7 separate regions of the Mus musculus genome follow, and regions 1, 2, 3, 5, 6 and 7 are each linked to region 4. The links are chromatin contacts, called in public HiChIP or PLAC-seq and promoter capture Hi-C maps. All regions are on one chromosome and are shown on one strand. Each heading gives the region's core, a stretch centred on a gene start, on an enhancer-like site or on the middle of the called end of the contact. The rest is flanking DNA. Distances are from core to core; before and after follow the strand shown.

Evidence for each region. HiChIP or PLAC-seq counts read pairs in DNA pulled down with a chosen protein or histone mark. Capture Hi-C pulls out chosen DNA fragments and counts their contacts.
Region 1: a contact with region 4 is called in an H3K4me3 HiChIP or PLAC-seq map of bone marrow-derived macrophages, with 5 times the contacts expected there. The contact joins the enhancer-like site here to the promoter of Rbbp6 in region 4. A contact is called at or near these places in 13 of 39 promoter capture datasets (the 3T3-L1 cell line, the C10 cell line, cranial neural crest and 8 more), 12 of 484 Hi-C or Micro-C datasets (B cells, LSK cells, Th1 cells and 4 more), 20 of 115 datasets of contacts at active chromatin or transcription factors (the SCID.adh cell line, T-cell acute lymphoblastic leukemia, astrocytes and 12 more) and 4 of 9 other capture datasets (adipose tissue, embryonic stem cells, liver and 1 more).
Region 2: a contact with region 4 is called in an H3K4me3 HiChIP or PLAC-seq map of the 230-238 cell line, with 10 times the contacts expected there. The contact joins the promoter of Chp2 here to the promoter of Rbbp6 in region 4. A contact is called at or near these places in 5 of 39 promoter capture datasets (cranial neural crest, hippocampal neurons, liver and 1 more), 1 of 484 Hi-C or Micro-C datasets (bone marrow-derived macrophages), 13 of 115 datasets of contacts at active chromatin or transcription factors (the 230-238 cell line, the SCID.adh cell line, acute myeloid leukemia and 9 more) and 4 of 9 other capture datasets (embryonic stem cells, liver, macrophages and 1 more).
Region 3: a promoter capture Hi-C map of adipose tissue shows a contact between it and region 4, with 3 times the contacts expected there. The contact joins the promoter of Gga2 here to the promoter of Rbbp6 in region 4. A contact is called at or near these places in 18 of 39 promoter capture datasets (the 3T3-L1 cell line, 3T3-L1-derived adipocytes, the C10 cell line and 11 more), 2 of 484 Hi-C or Micro-C datasets (B cells and CD4 T cells), 12 of 115 datasets of contacts at active chromatin or transcription factors (the 230-238 cell line, the SCID.adh cell line, astrocytes and 9 more) and 3 of 9 other capture datasets (adipose tissue, liver and macrophages).
Region 5: a promoter capture Hi-C map of adipose tissue shows a contact between it and region 4, with 4 times the contacts expected there. The contact joins the promoter of Cog7 here to the promoter of Rbbp6 in region 4. A contact is called at or near these places in 7 of 39 promoter capture datasets (the HPC-7 cell line, cranial neural crest, embryonic stem cells and 3 more), 1 of 484 Hi-C or Micro-C datasets (extraembryonic endoderm stem cells), 3 of 115 datasets of contacts at active chromatin or transcription factors (embryonic stem cells, large pre-B cells and pro-B cells) and 2 of 9 other capture datasets (adipose tissue and liver).
Region 6: an H3K4me3 HiChIP or PLAC-seq map of bone marrow-derived macrophages shows a contact between it and region 4, with 4 times the contacts expected there. The contact joins the enhancer-like site here to the promoter of Rbbp6 in region 4. A contact is called at or near these places in 5 of 39 promoter capture datasets (the 3T3-L1 cell line, the C10 cell line, cranial neural crest and 2 more), 8 of 115 datasets of contacts at active chromatin or transcription factors (acute myeloid leukemia, bone marrow-derived macrophages, effector CD8 T cells and 4 more) and 3 of 9 other capture datasets (adipose tissue, liver and macrophages).
Region 7: a contact with region 4 is called in an H3K27ac HiChIP or PLAC-seq map of microglia, with 6 times the contacts expected there. The contact joins the enhancer-like site here to the promoter of Rbbp6 in region 4. A contact is called at or near these places in 2 of 39 promoter capture datasets (the C10 cell line and hippocampal neurons), 5 of 115 datasets of contacts at active chromatin or transcription factors (the 230-238 cell line, embryonic stem cells, forebrain and 2 more) and 2 of 9 other capture datasets (adipose tissue and macrophages).

What each region holds. Positions count from the first base shown.
Region 1 is chr7:122,086,462-122,089,161 of GRCm38.p6, forward strand. It overlaps a transcript of Ndufab1 not described here. Among named protein-coding and RNA genes, the nearest start is that of Ndufab1, 14 kb to the right of the region's middle. Within about 2 kb of position 1,275, at least 41 of the 459 cell types and tissues checked have an H3K27ac peak or open chromatin away from gene starts, as enhancers often do. A contact at or near this core is called in B cells, Th1 cells, adipose tissue and 1 more, where this site is marked.
Region 2 is chr7:122,218,094-122,220,793 of GRCm38.p6, forward strand. It overlaps Chp2 (calcineurin-like EF hand protein 2), which reads left to right and starts at 1,403. Exons shown (of 7, transcript NM_027363.1): 1 at 1,403-1,685; 2 at 2,384-2,456; 3 at 2,566-2,646. The coding sequence starts at 1,619. The region is part of intron 1 of Gm51496 (a long non-coding RNA gene); the gene reads right to left.
Region 3 is chr7:122,019,874-122,022,573 of GRCm38.p6, forward strand. It overlaps Gga2 (golgi associated, gamma adaptin ear containing, ARF binding protein 2), which reads right to left and starts at 1,325. Exons shown (of 17, transcript NM_028758.2): 1 at 1,116-1,325. The coding sequence starts at 1,215.
Region 4 is chr7:122,969,305-122,972,004 of GRCm38.p6, forward strand. Rbbp6 (retinoblastoma binding protein 6, ubiquitin ligase) reads left to right here and starts at 1,260. Exons shown (of 18, transcript NM_011247.2): 1 at 1,260-1,823. The coding sequence starts at 1,658. 4930413G21Rik (RIKEN cDNA 4930413G21 gene) reads right to left here and starts at 1,155. Exons shown (of 1, transcript NR_045614.1): 1 at 1-1,155.
Region 5 is chr7:121,980,364-121,983,063 of GRCm38.p6, forward strand. Cog7 (component of oligomeric golgi complex 7) reads right to left here and starts at 1,330. Exons shown (of 17, transcript NM_001033318.3): 1 at 1,054-1,330. The coding sequence starts at 1,222.
Region 6 is chr7:122,304,213-122,306,912 of GRCm38.p6, forward strand. All of the region lies in intron 2 of Prkcb (protein kinase C, beta), which reads left to right. Among named protein-coding and RNA genes, the nearest start is that of Gm51497, 9.2 kb to the left of the region's middle. Within about 2 kb of position 1,334, at least 8 of the 459 cell types and tissues checked have an H3K27ac peak or open chromatin away from gene starts, as enhancers often do. A contact at or near this core is called in bone marrow-derived macrophages, where this site is marked.
Region 7 is chr7:122,327,933-122,330,632 of GRCm38.p6, forward strand. All of the region lies in intron 2 of Prkcb (protein kinase C, beta), which reads left to right. Among named protein-coding and RNA genes, the nearest start is that of Gm51497, 33 kb to the left of the region's middle. Within about 2 kb of position 1,444, at least 29 of the 459 cell types and tissues checked have an H3K27ac peak or open chromatin away from gene starts, as enhancers often do. A contact at or near this core is called in macrophages and microglia, where this site is marked.

The sequences.
Region 1 (2,700 bases), core at 25-2,524, 880 kb before region 4:
AAGCCTTCCAGGCACCTGTTCCCCAGCCTTGGCTGGAGTATGTCAGTTTTCATATCCTTTACAATACTTCCATTCCTGAATTACTAACAACATATTTTAAAACGTACATGTTAACCATCTATCTCTGATGTGTCTTGGTAGTGACCATTACTAATTCACACTTTGGTACCTTTCTTTTTTTTCCTTCCTCATTTTGGCATGTTTTATAAAAGTAGGAGCATGCTACTTATTTCTACTTCATTGTTTTGAGACAAGCTGCACTGTAGCCTCCAGGCTAGCCTTGAACTAAATGCGTAGCCAAGGGTAATCTTGAACTTCCAATCCTTTCACCTCAATCTCCTAACACTGGGGTTATAGGCATGCATTTTATTTTTGCTTAAAATAGCAGCTTTTCTTATTCTGCATATTTGTTTCTGTTCAACCAACCCCACTCAGAGTTTGATGATCTTGGGACTCAAGGTGCTTGAGATTATATATAGTGATGCACACTTTGGCGCTCTGGCAGACATCCAATTACAAGTCCTTAGTATCGTCCTTTTCAAATGTGTATTGAAGCTTCCTCTCACCTTTTGACAGATTTGACAGTTGAAAGAATGGTACTGTGAATTCAGAGACTCACCCTAACTAGTCATCAGTTAGTGGTTTTGGTTTGGTTTTTTTCCCCCAGGGTGATTTCAAAGTCAACTGTTGACGTACTTCACTCCTAACTATATCTAGGCAGCTTAGTTATTCTAACTGCTGTACCTAAGAAATTTCACTTTGTCTTTCACATACGGGCAGCTTAGTCACCCCAAATGTCTACTTCCTAGAGCTTTCCAGCTCCATGGTTACGAGGTACCGTCTCTCTGGTCTTTGATTTCCAACAGTCATGCTGCCTTTCCCGGAACAGCAGTGTGGGTTTCACTTCTGTACTCTCTCACTGTCATCTTGCTTACAGGACTGTAGCAAGAACACCTGGTGGGTGACGTTCAGAACAGCTTTAGCTCGCATTACTGTAGGTACTGTCACAGAAACTCGAAAGGTTCCCCTGGCCCTCCTGCGGGGCGCGGTTAGGACTGTGTGAAGGATATATATATAGTGAGGAGACTATGAAGAAGCTGAGTTAGAGGGACTGGGAGACAAGGGCTGGAGACAGAGCTATTTCCAGGTCTTTTCAGTGCTGGGCATAGAACCTAGGGCCTCATGCATTCTGAGCAAATGTTCAATCACAGAGCTCTATCTCCAGCCACAAGGGCTCATGAGAGTCACCCAGGGCACAAAAAAAGAGGAAATTACCCAAACAAGCTTGCCAGCTAGATTAGCTGAAACAGCAAGCAGTGAACTCTGCCTCAGTATGTAAAGTGGAGAACAATGCAAGCAGGCACTTAGCATCAACCCCTGTCTTTGACACGTGAACATGCACACAGAACTTACACATCAACTCTATGTATTCTGTTCTCTGATTTGTAGTGTGGACTGCTCTATGTGGTCAGTTTGCTGCCTATCAGAGCTCAAAATCCTTATTGAAACCATCCCTGTGAATTCTTAGAGCAGAGAGGTGTTTAGCATTTCAGCAAAAAAGACCCTAAATGTGTAAGCCAGTGAGCTGGAGACGCATCCAGAGTGATGTGACTAGGCCAGATGTGTGGGAGAGGAGAGACAAGGTCAAGGCCTGATGGCAGGCACTACTTAGTGATCTTCAGCAGAAACGATCCACATGCATTTTTGCGCCAATTCTTCAGCTACCCTGGGATTTAAAGTAGCCATTTACAACTTTGGGGAATATTCCCAAAATAACCTGGAGTAAGTTCCAGTCAGCAGCCACATCCATCCTGTGTTTTTCACTCTTGGTTGTCAGTGTGTAGTAAATACTCCAGCTCTTCATGGAATAAAGACATCTGTAAAGACAGACTCCTTAGTGCTCTGTGATGGCTGCTTTACATGATCTTTTCCTAAATGTTTACCCAGTCTCACTAAGATGGCAGCCCAAATATGAGCTGAACAAAGATGACACCAAAGGACAGGGCAAAGTGAAGAGAAAAAACTCCTGAGGCCTTAACCCTACATGCAGAACTGTAGGCACTTGAGGAAAGCTGGGAGCAGCAGGTGTCTTCTCCAGAAAAGAGCATTCCAAGTGACTGACTGTTCAGTGCCAGACTGCCAGCCCTAAAAGAGTACATACAAGTCATACTGTATGGACTGAACAAGTTATACTTAGGAATGTATGTGTATATAGAGATACACATATAACAACCAAGAAGTGGCCATGATTTTGAAGGAGTGGGGAGAGGTATATGGGAAGGTTTGAAGGAAGGGAAAAGGAGTATATTGTAATCTCAAACTAATTTAAAAGGAGGGTGGTAGCTGGGCAGTGGTGGCGCATGCCTTTAATCCCAGCACTTGGGAGGCAGAGGCAGGCAGATTTCTGAGTTCCAGGCCAGCCTGGTCTACACAGAGTTCGAGGACAGCCAGGGCTACACAGAGAAAGAAACCCTGTCTTGAAAAACAAAGCAAAACAAACAAAAAGAAATGTGTCTTTCTTCGGGCTGGTAAGATGGTTCAGTGTGTAAGAGCACTGACTGCTCTTCCAAAGGTCCTGAGTTCAAATCCCAGCAACCACATGGTGGCTCACAACCACCCATAATGAGATCAGACACCCTCTTCTGGTGCGTCTGAAGACAGCTACATTGTACTTATTTATAATAATAAATATAAAAAAAG
Region 2 (2,700 bases), core at 153-2,652, 750 kb before region 4:
GGAGGCTTCATTATTAATATCATCCTAATAGATAATAAACGGACCCAAGGTAGAAGGGTTAAAGGGCACCCCTGCCTGTGTTCATGTGGGACAATGTTAGCAGGGGGCTGTCTAGGTATCAGCACAGTGCCCCATCCTACGCCTGAGGGTACCCTACCACGGATGTTGTTGTTCAAAACAAACATCGAGGAGAATCAATCTGGAATTCGGCCTCGATTCTTCTAAAAATACTTTATTGAATGTCACTAAATTCCTGTCCACAGTTCAGGTTGTGTTCAGTTTGCTCTTATAGGGCCCCTAAAATTGCAAATTCTCCGAGTTGAGTTCTAGCATACTGGTTCTGGGTGTTACATGGACTATATGATCTAGATAGACATCGGTTCTTCATGACCTGCCCGTGCTTCTCCATTTCTGTCTCAGCACATCCTCTTCAGATGCTTATGTTCTGATAGAATGCTGTGTGAATGTGCCAACTGTGAGGTGACTGTTTAGGATTTTAAGCCAGGTCACAGACTTCAGCTTGTTGGTGTTGGGAACTGGTGAGAAGCCTAAGAGGTTACACACCTGTTGTCACATTGGGAGAGTGAACATGGGTTGTTTGGGCACTGTGGCAAATAGCCTCTCGTTCAAGATATCAAAATGTCTAGGAATTTCCCCAGCCCACTGCAATGTGTCAAACCCTGTGGAAAATAGCCTCTTGTTCGAGATATCAAAATGTCTAGGAATTTCCCCAGCCCACTGCAATGTGTCAAACCCAGGGCCTTGGGCTTGTATGGCAGGTGATGCCATCCCACTCAGTCGCAAAGTTAGCCCCAGAATTTCTGATTTCTCAGAGAATCCATGAGTCTGGATTTTGGATAAATCTTAACACATTTGTTTGTTTTGAGAAACAAGGAAGCCTAGGTTGGCTTAGGACACATGTAGCTCAGAGTAGCCACCCACTCATGGCTAATTTCCTGCGTCAACCTCCTCAGTGCTGGTGTCCGGAGGCTTCGTGAATCTTAAGAATTAGTTCAGCCACAGGATAATCCCACATAGACAAAACATCGTGGCCTTATGTAGAATAAGGAGAGCGTAATTGGGATTCCCGTCTATGCTGTACCACTTAGTGGAGCCCGGACTTCCCCATCCCCATCCCTCCTGCCCAGGGAGCCGTCCCTGCTCCCTGCCCCCTGCCCCCTCTTCTGCTCCCCAGAAGAAAATCTTCATCCTGCCCAGTAGGATTTAAACTGAGTGAGCAGCACTGGCTGAGCGGATCTGGGAGGTCCTGTGGAGGAGGTGGGTTTGTGTCTAGGGAGTGTTGGGAGAAAACTGGCTCACACAGGCGTGAGGAAGGCGGGGCCCTGGCATCGCTGCCCAGCCTCTGGCGACCTCAATCTCCAGGCTGAAACGACCAGTTGTTTTCAGCCTTCCCCTCTGACCTGCTACTCCGGGCATTGTTTTCTGTTCTCCCAGAGTTGTAGGTGGCAGGCGAAAAACGCCTAGATTCTGGCTGCTCTCCAGGACCGTGACCTTCGGCTCTGGGGCCACTGGGCAGCCGCGCCTTTTGGACGGGAGGAGAGAGGAAGCAGAGGACTCCTGGTTCCCCTGGCTGCTCGTCTCCTCCTGTGGCTCTGCCATGGGCTCACGAAGCTCTCATATCGCGCTCATTCCAGACGTGGAGCACATTCGCAGAGAGACAGGCTGTGAGTATGGGTGCTGGTAGTGGTGGTGGTCAGCGCAGCCCAGTAGTTCGTGGGCGGGCACAGGAGGAGGTTTAGTGTAGTGTAGTGTTTTGTGTGTGTGTGTGTGTGTGTGTGTGTGTGTGTCACTAGAATGTAGCTTGAGTATTCCAGATCGCAGAGACTTAGAGGGTTTGGAATCTGAGTCTGGGAATTTGCGCCTCTGGAGCTGGGAAACCGAGACCCAGTGTCCGGGTTCGCAAGGTACCTGAGAGCCAAGTTTGAGGCAGTCCGGGTTGATGGACCAGATTCACTCAGGTGTCTTTGAGCTCGGCTGGAGGCTGAAGGCTGAGCTGAGGACAGATGCAGGGGGAGCTATATCCTGGGCTCTGGGAACTTCCTGGGTTCTCCAACCTAGTGTTTTCTGGAGCCAAGCTTTCTCCAGCAGAGTCGACTCCACACACCTGGTCTTGCAAAGGGTAACTCTCTCCCTTTATCCTCGCCCGTGAGCTTCTTCCTTGTGGTTGAAGCTGCGCTGAGGGTGGAGAGATAGAAGACCCTTTTATGTTGGGGGGGGGGGGCGTTAAAGATGAGAATAAGCCCTCTTGTTCCTCGCCCACGCCCCCTGGCCGGGGTTTCTACAGCGCACCCCAAGTCACAAGGGGCCTGGCAATAAAGACCTGTGAGTCCTCTGCGGACTCATCCCCACCTCCTCTCCGCAGTCTCGCAAGCCAGCCTGCTCCGCCTCTACCACCGGTTCCAAGCCCTGGACAGGGATGAAAAGGGCTTCCTAAGGTGAGCAGAACAGATCTTAAGATCTTTTGCCTCTGTTTTTTCTGGCCCCATCCCCTCACTGACACCTCCATCTGCCTCCTTTTTTGCCTTCCTTGCTTTGTCTTCACAGCCGCCTAGACCTCCAGCAGATCGGAGCACTGGCTGTGAATCCACTGGGTGACCGCATTATAGACAGCTTCTTCCCCAACGGGTGAAGTCTCTACTGGCTGACCGGAGGGGAAATGGACGTGGGTGGGAGGTGAGG
Region 3 (2,700 bases), core at 75-2,574, 950 kb before region 4:
TGCTTTCAGTAGAAGCGAAGCTGTCTCCAACAGCTTCTCCTACATGTTGAAATAGAAAGCTATAGGCCTGCAATGACTCAGAAGATAAAGGTGCCTGTGACCAAGCCTTGTGGCCTGAGTTCGAGCCCTGGAACCCACAGAAGAGCCTAAGGAGAGAAACGACACCCTGACCCCTTCCCCAGTTGTTCTCTGTTCTCCACGAGCCAGGAGCAGCACGCCCCACCCCAAATACACAACATGTAATAAAAATGTTTAAATAATGCAGTCCCTTCTGCGGCGCTCACGCGTCTTACTTCATTAGCAAATTAGTCTGAGGTCTCTTTTCTGGATTCTCTGAGCTTTAAGCTTTGCACTCCTGGCCAACAGGCCTACTCGCTCCCAGAATGTTGTACATTCTCATCCTGAGTTTTTGCAGTTTCCTGTCTGGAATATGGCCTCCTCCATTGTCCACACACTGTATACCAGCTATGACAAGCCCCAGGTAAACAAAACAGCCCCTAACTACGTTCAACAAGCGCCCCTCCTCCAGCTTCTGTTGAGAAGGTGCTGTTCTGGTAGCCAGTAGCCAATGAACATGTCTTTGTGAGCAATGTCCCAGTGTTACCATCTCAGTGCACCCAGCACGTAGTGGAGCCCACCCAAGGGGTGGATTCTTTATTCTCTCTGAACCTCAATTCCTCAGATAAAGAGAGAACCTTTAGAACCGCACCCCCAGAGATCACCGTTAAGCTAAGACAAGGAACAATTAAGTCTGGCCAGAGTAAATATGCACCGAGGCATAAAAGCTGGTTTTGCTCTTAAAGGTAGCAGCCACTTAAGCTCTTAGACTCAATGATCTGCAAAAAAGCTGCATCGCCCGCACGGGTTAGTAAACCCAGGTACTCTCGGTCCTGCGACCAGACTAACAATGGCTGAAACGCTTTCTGCACAGTGCTTGGCACAAGAGATCGCTAAGCATTCGCGCTCCAGCTGTTAAGTGGTGCCGCCCGGCCACTGAGCCATGGCGTGGTCTGAGGTCCCCAGAATCCCCTGGGTGAGTCTAGAGGCCCCCTCCCGCCGCGGAGGACAACCAGGGCGGCGGGAAGCAGGATCACGTGTGGCGCGATGCTACTCACTGAGCCACAGCTCCAGCGCCGCCGCTGCCCCAGGGCCGCCCTCCGCCGACTCGGTCCCTGCCGGGGATCCGGTCCCCGCTGCCACTGCCGTCGCTGCCATCTGCCCAGCCCAGCGCTGCGGCCGCAGTCACTCCTGCCCAAAAGCTGCAGCCACCGCCGCCGCCTAGCCTTCGCTCCAGCTGCCGACGCGGCAGACACTGAGAGGCACGTGACGGGGCGGGCCCTATTGGACACGCCCATTTCTGGGCCCTGTCCCGCCCCCACGCACCTCCTCCCGGCCACCTCCAACTCACGAGGTCTTTTTTTTTTTTTTTTTTTTTTTTTTTTGTGCAAGACCACTTGAAAGGTCAAAAGCCAAGCTAGTTAGGTATTGATTGTCCCCTCTTCTTCAGAAGCAGGGTTCCCAGAAAAGATACTGGACGCCTGGCTAAATCTGAATTTCAGATAAAGAATCATTCTTTCAGCATTTTTATTAGGGTCTTCTCCGAGTATGTATCTTCCATTCGGGTTTCTGACACACTTTTTTTTGATGACACATTGCATCATAATTCATAAAACAGTTATTTTTATGAAAAGATACTTTTCTCAAAAAAACAGGTCAGAGGCAGGCGGATCTCTGAGTTTGAGGCCAGCCTGGTCTACAAAATGAGTTCCAGGACAGTCAAGGCTACACAGAGAAACCCTGTCTCGAACACCCATCCCCCCCCAAAAAAAAGAAATAAAAAACAGGTCGTGATTCTCATACCCTAAAAAGTGAACACATTAATTATATATAAACATACCTTTTTCTAACTGTTTTGAGTTAAGGTCTCATGTAACCAGCTGGCTTTGATCACTGCATAGCTGAGGAGGACCCAGAATTCTTGGTCATCCTGCCACTGTGGTACAAACTTGATTACAAGAATGTACTACCAGTACAGCTTTGTTGTTATGGTTTTTGTTTTTGCTTTTGAGAAAGGGTTTCTCATACTCATTAGTCCAAGATGGCCTTTGAATGATAAAAGCTAAGATCCTAAAAACCTGTAGTAAAATCCTTTTGCCTCAACCTCCCAAAAGCTGGAACTACAGGTGTGAGCTACCATGCCAGCCTAACATGAAATATTTTCCTTTATTTAACTCTTGAACTTAAATGAAGGAATCAAGTAGATGTTGTATTAATATGTCCACAAGAAAAGCCAAAGAGAAAAATCTATGTAAAAATAAAGGACTGTTGAGACAAACATGCAAATGGGCATAAGACTGGCTCCAGCCAGTGGAGAAAGAGGTCTGTCCAGTGGACAGGATTAATATGCATGTCTAGAGGCCAGCATAATTTTGCCATTGCTGTCAATGATCTACTACTAACAACTCTGCTAAGACTGAAGGAGGCCTTAGCCTGGAAGGCAGTCAAGACTGCGCACGAGGTCCCTCTGAAGCACCAGATCCTTCCACACTGTCCCTATCATTCCCCACCCTCAATGTCACACCCCAGTACATACACACACACACACACACACAGAAGGATTTTAATTTGCATAGACCTGGACCACCAGCATACCAAATGGGGCTTGGCATACCAGTAAGTATCTGTTGAATGGACACATAA
Region 4 (2,700 bases), core at 10-2,509:
AGGCCCCCTGTATTGAGGCACAGATATGCCAGGCATGGTCTTAAATATTGAAATATACTCATGGATTTAATTCTTTATTCTCTGACAGCGTCTTTGGGAGAACGGAGTTACTTCCGACCTAGGAGACTGGGCTCCAGAATTTGCAAACATCAGCGGTCAACGCGGTGCCTAGTACAAGGTAAGAGTCGGACACAGCTCTTAAGATGCTGCTGGTGGTGATGATGGTCCATTCTCACCAGCAGCTTTGGAAGAGCTCAGGGTATACAGTCTGTTAGGAGAGGAGTTGGTGAGCAGCCATCACAGTGATGAGACTCGTGCGTGGGTGGAATTCGCGGTTCACCCCCTCCGCACTTTGGGGCCTCCGCCGCTTAAGCGCCCCTTCCAGACCCGCCCGGTGGGACGGTCCGCCTCCCCCTCTCTGCGGACCCACGTAGTTTCTCCTGTTCTCCGCGTAGCCTCAGGTTCCACGCCGCAAGTCACAAAGCGCCGGGTCACGTGGGCGGGCCGGTGCGCTTTGTGACGCAGACGGCCCCGCCCCCGGCCCGCCTATCGGCGCACGCCCAAGCCCCGCCTCGCGTGCGCCGCCCGTGCAGTCCCTGCTTAAGAGACCCCGGAGTGGGGGCGCTCGCCCGAAGCCAGGCCGCGTCCGCCATAGTGCCTGGCGCGGAGGTGTCGTCGGCGCAGGGTGCGGGCCGGAGAGCGCCCGGGGTTGGGGGGGCAGAACAAAAAAAAAATAATAATAATAAAGAGGGAATCCAGCGACGCCCTCGCCGCCGCCCGACCGTTTCCGGGCTTCCCGACGCGGTCGTGGGCTCAGAGGCGACAGGAGCGGGAGCAGCGCGAGGAGCAGCAAGAGGAAGAGTCGGGCAGCCTCGGTGGTGTCCCCGGGGCCAACGAAGCCGCCTTCCGGGGCCCGGGGTGGTGAGGAAGGGCCTCGCGGCCTAGCTGGGCCCCGCACCGGCTTTGTGTCAGGCGGCGGCGGGGGGGAGGCGGAGCCGAACCGGGCGGCCGCTGGAAGGCCTCTCCTCCGCCGACCGCGCGATCTCGGCCTAGGCCGCGGGCCGCTCGTGGCCTCCGGGGAGCAGGCGCCAGGGTGTGTGTGCGGTGGGGGCCTGGGCCTGGGGACGCCGACGCCGGTCGTCCGGAAGCCGGGAGGAGGCGAGAGGCCGCTCGTGGACTCCGGGCCTAGGCCCTCTCCCCGCAACCTTCTCCCGGGGCCTGGGTCACCCCCATCCACGGAGAGAGACTAGCCGGGAGGTGCGGCCGCTATGGACCCCTGACCCCGCGGGGTCATTCGGACTCTAACGTGTGGACTGACCGCTACTGACTGCACCGCCTGCCCCCGTCTCCTGCCGGCCCTTAGCATGAGCGAGTGGGACCCAGCCGGGTGACATTGTGCCGGTTGGCGGATCCTCGATTGCCCCCTTTCCTGTCTTGCTCCTCCCTCATGAAGCGATTCTGAGTACGGGGGGTTCCGGATTATTGTTCTCACGGACCCCCGCTTGTGGTTGGGGGGGTATTTAATCTGAGGCCTTAGGGTCCTTCGTTGTCTTTTGAGTGTTTTGTGTGTGTACATATTTTGCTCTTAAGTTTATAAATATACATATATTGAGAGTGTCCACGTCTCCTCGCTGAACCTTAGGAATCTTTTGCCACAATGTCCTGTGTGCACTATAAATTTTCCTCTAAACTCAACTACGACACCGTCACTTTTGATGGGCTCCATATCTCCCTCTGCGATTTAAAGAAGCAGATTATGGGGAGAGAAAAGCTGAAAGCTGCCGATAGCGATCTGCAGATCACCAACGCACAGACGAAAGAAGGTAAGAGGCACACGGGCCGCAGATATTTATTGGGGGGAGGGGGGGGCGTCAAGGTTGGTATTTTAAGTTTCTTGTTTCAGGCTTGAACTCCATTCTTACCCGTTGTCATACACAGAGTTTCATTGATAGCCAAGGATTGCAGCACCCGACCTTGGAGTTTAACTGGCCTTCTGAATGCTGGGATCTGTCTTACCTAGCAGGCTGGTTTTCAAAATGGGGCCCCACCTCCTCCTTAATTAAAGTTTTTTAAACAGTGGGATTGGGTTGAAAAGAGAAAAGGGTTGCTACCTGAGTCTGTTGGGTGTTTGCCTTGTGGCCTTTCCCTAACTTGTTTTTCCATCAGGAGAGGAAAGCCTGTGTAAGGTTTCCTATTGGTTAAAGCAGCAGTAGATATAACTTGTTGGCTAATCTAGCAGCGTTTTGAAGCTGATAGCAATTGTCCACTGGCCTTTTATTTATTTATACGGGGTTGCTTGTAGAAAAGGTATTTTTGAGGATTTAGTTAGTGCTGGAATTGGTTTTGTATTTAAAAAAATGTTCTGAGGTGAACACTCTGAGGTGTAATTCCAGAATTAGTGATATTTACTCAAAAGTTATATTCTGTAGCCCAGACTGGCCTCCAACCCCAACAACCCCTTTTGAGCTTCCCAAGTGTGGGGAATGCAGGTGTTAGACCACACTTAACTGTTAAGCAGTTCAGAAAAGTTTCAAAGTGCAAGGCCCTGGGCTCTTCATCCGACACCACCAAAATATATGTGTGTGTGTTTTTCTAAAAAGAATGCTACCATGTGTGAATGTAAGTAAGCCACTGGTTATAAAATTTGAGCTCTTCATTTTAAAAGTAATTGGGTCTAGGTCCCATCTGTCTGTCTGTCTC
Region 5 (2,700 bases), core at 80-2,579, 990 kb before region 4:
TCGTCTTCTCTCTCTCATTCTCTCTTTCTTCCTCTCTCTCGCTCTCTCTCTCTCTCACACACACACAGTTAAAGTCTTCATTCAGGATGGCCCATCTTCCTTAGCTTACAAAGATATATTAATGGATTTGTGTCATTCTCATATACTGCTAAATACTAGGACCAGTTAACTATTAAATGCTCTCAAAAGTGACTCTTTATGCCAGGCATGACAGAACATGTCTATAATCCCAGAATTTCAGAATCAAAGGCATGAAGATCAAGAGTTCAAGGTCACCCTCCATCATAGAGCAAATTCAAGGCCAGTATGGGTTACATGAGAGTCTATCTACCCCACCACCTCCAAAAGGCCTTCTTTCAAGATTTATTTTTTAATTACATTCACCCATGTTTGTCTGTGTGTCAGTATGTGCATGTGAGTGTTTATGCCCAAGGAGGCCACTGAATCCCATGGAACTGGAGTTACAGGTAGTTGTGTGCCAACTGATGTGGGTGCTGAGAATTAAGTTTAGGTTCTCTACAAGAGTAGTAACCACTGAGCAATTACTCCAAACCCAAAGAGCTTTTTTTGGGGGGGGGGGGCACATATCTGTAATGCCAGAATTAGGGAAGCTGGGGCAGAAGGCGAGTTTGAGGCGAACCTAGGCGACAGAGTGAGACTGTAAATAAGAAGGGGGAAGGAGAAGGAAGAGTAAAAGAGCGTGCGAGAGCCGGCGAGAGCGATCCTATAGCCTAGGCCGGCCTCGAACTCACTTTGCAACTGAAGCTGGCTTTGAATTCCTGACCGTCCAGCACCACCTCCCCAGTGCGGAAATTAACGGCGGTCGCCACCACTCCCAGATTGTTATTATTATTATTATTGGGGTTTTTTTTTTGTTTTTAGTTTTTAGTTTTTAAAGGAAATGTTATGGCATCGTCGGACGTGAACACCAAAGCCTAGACCTAACTCAGACTACTGCAGGGCTCGCTTTCCCACCAAAGGAGAGGCTTGGCCCCTGGGCCCGGTCCTGCAGTCGGGTGCCGGGGCGGGCGGGTGGGCGTCTGCGTGGCTCACCCTCCACGGCGTGGTTCACCTCCTGGATGAACAGCTGCAGCTTCATTACCAGGGTGGCTGCGTGACCGTCCGCCTTCCCCGCCGCCCCGTCTTTGGGGCCGGCTCTGAAGGCCGCATTAATCCAGTCCTTCACGTCGAAGTCGTCAGCCAGGAACTTGGAGAAGTCCATGGCGCGCGGTCTCCGGGTTGGCGCCGAGCGACACCGCCTTCGGGACACCCGTCGAAACCCACCAAGCTTTACTTGCCGCCCCGTCAGCGCACTCGCGCCGAGGCCGAATGTCCCTCGTCGCGCGCCGTACTTCTTCCGGAAGTCGGTGCCTATTACCATAGCAACTGTTCCTGTTAGAGCAGCGAGCTTCGCGCAGTCCGGACAGGTACGACAGTTCGTTTTCTGCTCTTATTTGTCGAGCAGTAAACTAAGTAAACGCGTGTTTCCTCAAGACTAGAAGATTGACGTCTGAGAAGGGAGCAGCTGAGAAATATAAACTCTGTATGTAGGAGTAATGTTGCTAGTTTTCCGTCCTCACTAAATGCATACAGCAGTTTGGGTTTTTTGGTTTTTTGGTTTTTTGGTTTGGTTTGGTTTTGCTTTGAGACAGGGTTTCTCTGTGTAGCCCTGGCTGTCCTGGAACTCACGTTGTAGACTAGGCTGGCCTCGAACTCAGAAATTCGCCTGCCTCTGCCTCCCGAGTGCTGGGATTAAAGGTGTGCGCCACCACGCCCGGCAGCAGTTTGGTTTTTTTTTTAATTTTATTTTATTTTATATGGAGTGTTTTGCCTCTGTATGTGTGTGACCCACTTGCCTGTCTGGTGCGGGCAGAGGCCAGATGAGAATGAAAGATCTCCTGGAAGTGGGATGTTACATGTGGTTATCAATGCTGGGAGTGGAACGCAGGTCCTCTGGAAGAGCTGCCAGTACTATTAACCGCTGGACCATCTCTCCTCATAGATTTCTATAGATTTGATAATGGTCTCCCCTAACTCTGGTCTAATTTCAGTAATCTTCAATAATCTTCAAAAATTACTTTTCCTCCAATTCTTCCACTCATTTTCCATCATTTTCTTTACTAGTTAGGTTTTTTCTTTCTTTCTACCTTTCTTCCTTCTTCCTTTCTTTCTCCGATTTTTTTTTTTTTTTTTGCTCTTGTCTAGTATAGCAAAGTAGAGGATGTTGTTGTTGTTGTGAGGATGTTGTTGTTTGTTTGTTGTTTTTAAAGACGGGTTCCGTTCTTCTATCCTAGAACTCAAACCCATGCCTCAAAGATCGAACCTCCCACATGCTGGGATTTCTGGCTTAAGCCACCACTGCATGTTCTAGCGTTGGTTTCTAATTTAATTCCGTGTATCAGGAACACATATTATGACTCTGTTCTAAATGTACAGAGACTTGCTATGGCCTTAATATTTGTCTGTCATGGAGAAGAGTATATGTGCACTTAAAAATATGTACAGTACCCAAAAGGAGGACATGGTGTTGTGGGGAATGGATACAGCTAAAGGTAATAAGCAAAAGAAGCCAGAAGACGAAGTTCACGTTTTCTCTCAGTTCTGGATCCAGATTGTATAAACACCTAAAAGAATATCTAACATGAGAGCAGAGGAAAGACACGGGAGGAAAAAGAATGGAAGGTGGAGGTGGGAAAGAGG
Region 6 (2,700 bases), core at 84-2,583, 670 kb before region 4:
TCCCTTCTGGCTTTCTCTGATTTGGGGCCCAAGGACCACAGGGGGCCAGAATGCTGCAGATGGGACAAAAAGTCAAGTCCAAGAAAAAAAATGAAATCGGGGTTAGGGAGGTGGTGATGAAAAAGAGTGGAGGGAGGGAGAGAGCAGAAAGAGAGAATGGAGGGGGGAGAGGAGAGAAGAAGGGAGGGACAGAGGGAGGGGTAGAGAGAGGAAGAGAGAAAGAGAGAGAGAGGATAGGGAGAGGGAGGGAGGAGAAAGAGAAAATGGAGAGGGGGGAGAGAGGGAGGGAGGGATGGAGGAAGAGAGAGGGAGAGAGGGAGAGAGAGAGGGGGAGAGAGAGAGGGAGAGGGAGAGAGAGAGAGAGAGAGAGAGAGAGAGAGAGAGAGAGAGAGAGAGAGAGATTGATTCTGCAGTCCCTAGAAGGGCCTAATTTGTTGGACAGATGAGTCAAAGGAATTTTCCATTTCCTGGACATCCTCAAGTAAGATTCTTACTGCAGCTGACTCAGGCTGACATTTACTGAGTGCTCACTATGTGCCTGGCACTGTTCTAAGTACTTTACATATATTAACTTATTTAATCAGTGCATCAGCCCCATGCAGCAGCCGCTGCTACTGTTCTTGGAACATGCTGGGAAAAATGGAACCATAAAGACTTGAGAGATTTTCCAAGCATATACACAGTTACAATCCAAACACAGACCGAGTTTCAGGATTGTTTAAAGGGAAGGTAGTGCTCTGGAACTGCGGTGACAATGAGTGATGGTGATAGTGACTATGGTCATGATGCTGATGATGGTCTTAATGATGGTGACGGTGGTGTTGATGACTGTTGATGGTGATGATGATGATGGTGTTGACAGTATTGATGGTAATGATGGTGTTGATGGTGTTGATGGTGATGATGATGGTGTTGAGGGTGATGATGATGGTGTTGACAGTATTGATGGTGATGATGGTGTTGATGGTGATGATGATGGTGATGATGGTGTTGATGGTGGTGGTGATGACAATGATGACAATGGTGTTGAAGCTCCTAATGTTTGAATCCTTTCAATGAGCTGATCATTTCACAAATTTTATCCCTTTGAGTGTTCACCTTCCCCATTCACATGTGAGAGAACTGGCTCAGAGAAGATAAGCATTTCTTAAAGAACTGCAGAGCTCAGACTGAATCCAAGGCTCTTTGAATCAGAGTTTGAGTTTCCAGACACCAAAGTGAAGGCACAAGATGGCCCAGGATGGGAAAGGATGGCACGGGCAGACAGCAGCAGCCATCGTGAGGGAAACAGGCAACACTTGAGAGGAAGTGGAAGGCATCTGGAGGGAACAATGCTTCCTATTCAGTCTCCCGCTGCTGAGGAAGCTTGAGCCTCAGTAGATTTCAGTCTTAGTGTATGTAAGGAGCTTAGAAGGCTGTTTTCAAGTTTCTCAATATTCCTATGGCTACAGTCAGCTGAGTTCTTCAGGCTTAAGTTTTCTGCCAGGAGGGTATCTTAAGTACTATGTAAGTTTCTGAGTCATTTGGAAGGAAAGGGATTGCACACAGTAGGTGCTTTAGTAGGACCTAGTACTTCCCCCACAGAGCTGAGCTGAACTGGGTGCTTCATACATCTCGCTGGAGGCCCGTAGCACATTAGGAGGTGAGTCCATTAGAAATTCTGCAAGGCAGCTGGGGTCGAGAGGTGTTAAGTGGCCTGCCCAGACCTCAGAGCTTGGAAGGACAGATGTTTATTTGACTTATGAATAGGTTACATCTCAACAACCCCACTGTGAATTGTAAATACTTTGAAGTTGAAAGTCAATGCCATTAACCAATGGAACAGCACAGCTTAGCAACCAGCACACTGTGTTGAGTGTTACCGCAGCGTCGTATGAAGCTACATATTATGGACAAGGATCACAGTTCAGAATTCAAAATGGGGCTTTAGAGAATTCTCTATTGCTTTCGTACCAACATAAAGTAGAGCAACGCCCTCCATAACTTGAACCTCCATAAATTGGGGCATCTCTATATGTGAACAGAGTGACCAACCAAGCCAGCCATGTTCCTAGACACACAGGTTCGCTGGCAGCAGTCTTTGGCCAAGGTGTGGTAGGAGGCACAGCAGGGTGTGGGATCTGATGTGGGAAGTCTGAGCTCTTTCCCCATTCCCACCCATAATAACAGGGGCTGGTGGCACAGGGTGGTCTATCTGGCATGTTCACCCACCTGGTGTAGTATAGGGGAAGTAAGACACAATGCGTGCTTCTGCCCTCAAGCACAATGGTGGGCAGACTCATAAGCCAGGGTCTACAGGTAGCTGGGAGGGCAGGGGCAAAGGAGAGGGCGCAGCTCATTTCTCAGGGTTTCAGGGAGGCTGACACAGGGCCTAAGTTGGTGTTTGTGGTTTGAGGAAGAGGAGGAAGGGAGGGAGGAAGAGGGAAGGGGGAGAGAGAGAGAGAGAGAGAGAGAGAGAGAGAGAGAGAGAGAGGGAGAAGGAGGAGGATGAGGATGAGGAGGAAGAAGAAGAGGAGGAAGAGAAATGTGGGCAAGGCGGGAAGAGGAGCAAGGGGGACAAGACACTGGAGGAAAGAAAGTGGTGAAGATCCTGGCTTCAGGCTGACTTGGAGAGGAGATTTTGATGGGTAGGTAAGGAACTGGGACAAAATGACTTCTAGGTTCAAAGATGAGCTCAGCTTTTCCCAAGGTTAGAGACTG
Region 7 (2,700 bases), core at 194-2,693, 640 kb before region 4:
AGCTAGCCAAATGTCACATACTTAGTAGCTACACATGGCTACTAGCCACCATTTTGGCAGAACTGCTGCAGACGAGAAGAGAGAGATCTAGACTGTGTAAGTCACCGACGTAAGGTTCCAGAAGGGATTTGAGCCATAATCTGACTCAGATATTAGGCCATTCTCAAGACACAGCATTCATGTCCCATACTCAGGTCATTTCTGTATAAACAAATCTCATGGGAAATCCTGTGGATTCCCCACAACATGGGCATGTGAATATTCAGCTAGTATTTTCATAGATTTACATGTTTTGTTTCTAAAGCAGATCAGCCTTGACTTCCTCTCTGTTGCTCTTTTAAAATTTCCCTTTGTGAACATTAATACTTCATTGTATAGAAAGCTAGAGTTCTCTTGGTTTTCCCTTGCAGGATTCCTGGGCAGCCGCTGTATCTGGAGGAGCCTGGGCACTTGTCTGTCTCTTGTTCTTGTGGGATATCTTAGAAGCCCTCTGTCCATGGTGCCATTTATTTCTCCAGCAAATATTAATAACTGACTGTCTGTAATGGAGTAAGGATTAGGTACAGGGGCCTTCGTGGTTGGGCAGGCTTGGATTTGAATTTCAAATCCACTTGATAGATGACCTTGGATAAGTCATTCAATCTCTCTAGACTTAAGCAGCCAATCAAAGAGAATGTCTACCTTTCAGGACTTACTGTGAAGATCACGTGATATAGAACACGTGAAGTGTGACTCCACGGAGCCAATAATAAAAATAAAAACAAAACAACAAGTGATTCTTTCAGTAGACCTACTGTGTGCCAGGCAGTAACCAAACGATGCCAAGTTTCCTTCACCTTTTCTCATTATTTTCCTCTTCTTTCTCTTCTTCTGTTCCTCCCTCCAGAGTTCTCTCCCTTCCTTTGTAGCCTCCTAGTCTCAGATTCTCCATTGTCTTGCCTCAGCCTCCCAGGCACTGCAGGACAGACTCCTATTTCTTTAGGAATGTAATTCACTGATTATTATCAACATTACTACTAACTTAACCCATTTTGGATTTCTTATGCAGTTGGGAGATGGTCTTCTTTGTACCCTCTGCAGCCCCTCTGGCCCACAGTTCCTGAAGACAGCTGCATTGGATATGCAGTTAATGGAAATTCGTGCTGAGAAATATACAGATATATGACACCAGGGGAAAGAATTTCTTTCTGTTGAGACTTGACTCGAATCTCAGCAATCATACAGGACCCAGGGTGTTCGTCTAAAGCTCCACTTCTCATTCCAAGATCCAGCTTTCTCATGAGCACATCTCTCGCTCCTACACTTGACTACAGTCATCTGGCTTGCTCTACTCTCTTTTCTTTTTCCCTTTAGGCTGTTTCTCTTCCTGTTTCCATGTCCCAACCTGACCATGGCAAAGCATAGCTAAAGAAGGTTGTGTGTCCTTATTAATGAATTAATACTTTTGCTGGGTTGAGCTAGCCTTCTGGGACAGGTCCTGTGTCAGAGTGGGTTTTTCTAGGTGTGAGGTCATGGGGGTACTTGATGAAGCAGTGTGTAGCCTGGCCTTGGCTGAAGGCAGTTCTGTGAACCCTCTTCCAGTGTCTCTGTGAATTGGGAGGTAGTTGTCTTCTGGGAGATGGGGAGTTGGTGGGCATGCTCCCGTGAGCCAGATTAGGGCCAGGCTGGGGTATGGGCTGCACGGGGATTGATCACTCAGGGTCTCTTCCCTTGCTTCCTTTCTGTGTTCTCTTCATCCAGGAAGCTGAGTCTGTTGATAGTCAGATAATAGCTTTGTGACCATTTCCCACTTTAAGCATTAGCTAGTGCCAAGGAAGAGGAAACCCTCAAAGCCAGCTGCCTCTGACTCAGACACCATTGGTTTTTTGCCATAACCACCACGTGGCTGCCTTCTTCCAGCCATAGTCTGATTTTTCTCTACCACAACCTGTCTGGGCTGCCCTGAGCTGGCTTGGGTTTGATTGTTTTTGTCAAGATGGAGTTACTTTTTGCCACCTCAAGAAGGGAACCCCTTCTTTGGCGAGAGAGAAATTGAGATTATTCGGTGTCTGGGAGGGTCTTACTGGAGACCATACTTCATGTCTGATGAAGGGCCCTGGCCTTGTGCTCAGAACCTTGTGACAGCTTTTCTGTACCAGGGGCTCTGGAGACTCTCAAAGGCTGGTGGGGTGAATGTGATCTCTGTAAGAGTGTGAGCCCTTCTACCAAAAGAGCAAGATGGCTGGCCATATACCCTTCCTTCCTTCCTTCCTTCCTTCCTTCCTTCCTTCCTTCCTTCCTTCCTTCCTTCCTTCCTTCCTCTTCCCCACCACATTTAATACAGTATAATGATGAGGAGTATAGATGAATCCTGCCTTGGTGTGAACCCCAGCTCTACCTCTCACTGGTGTATGTAGTCTTAGTTAAGTTTATAACCCTTTCCTTGCCTCAGCTGTAAATAAGATGTTGAGGAATAATAACAGAGCATGCTTTATAGAATTATGTGTTCCCTGTTCTCCAGTTCCTTTCCTGCTGAGCATGTTAATAAATATTATTTTTAGAAATAATAAAATATGTAAACAAGAGACAGGGTCCCTCCTGGGCATCTTCCAAGGGACTCTACCCCATTTCCCTATGTTGAGCAAACCTGAAGGTGGTGTCAGGCTTTGTCAGGGGTCATTGTGTTTATGATGGTGATTTTTGAGACACAGTCATACTATA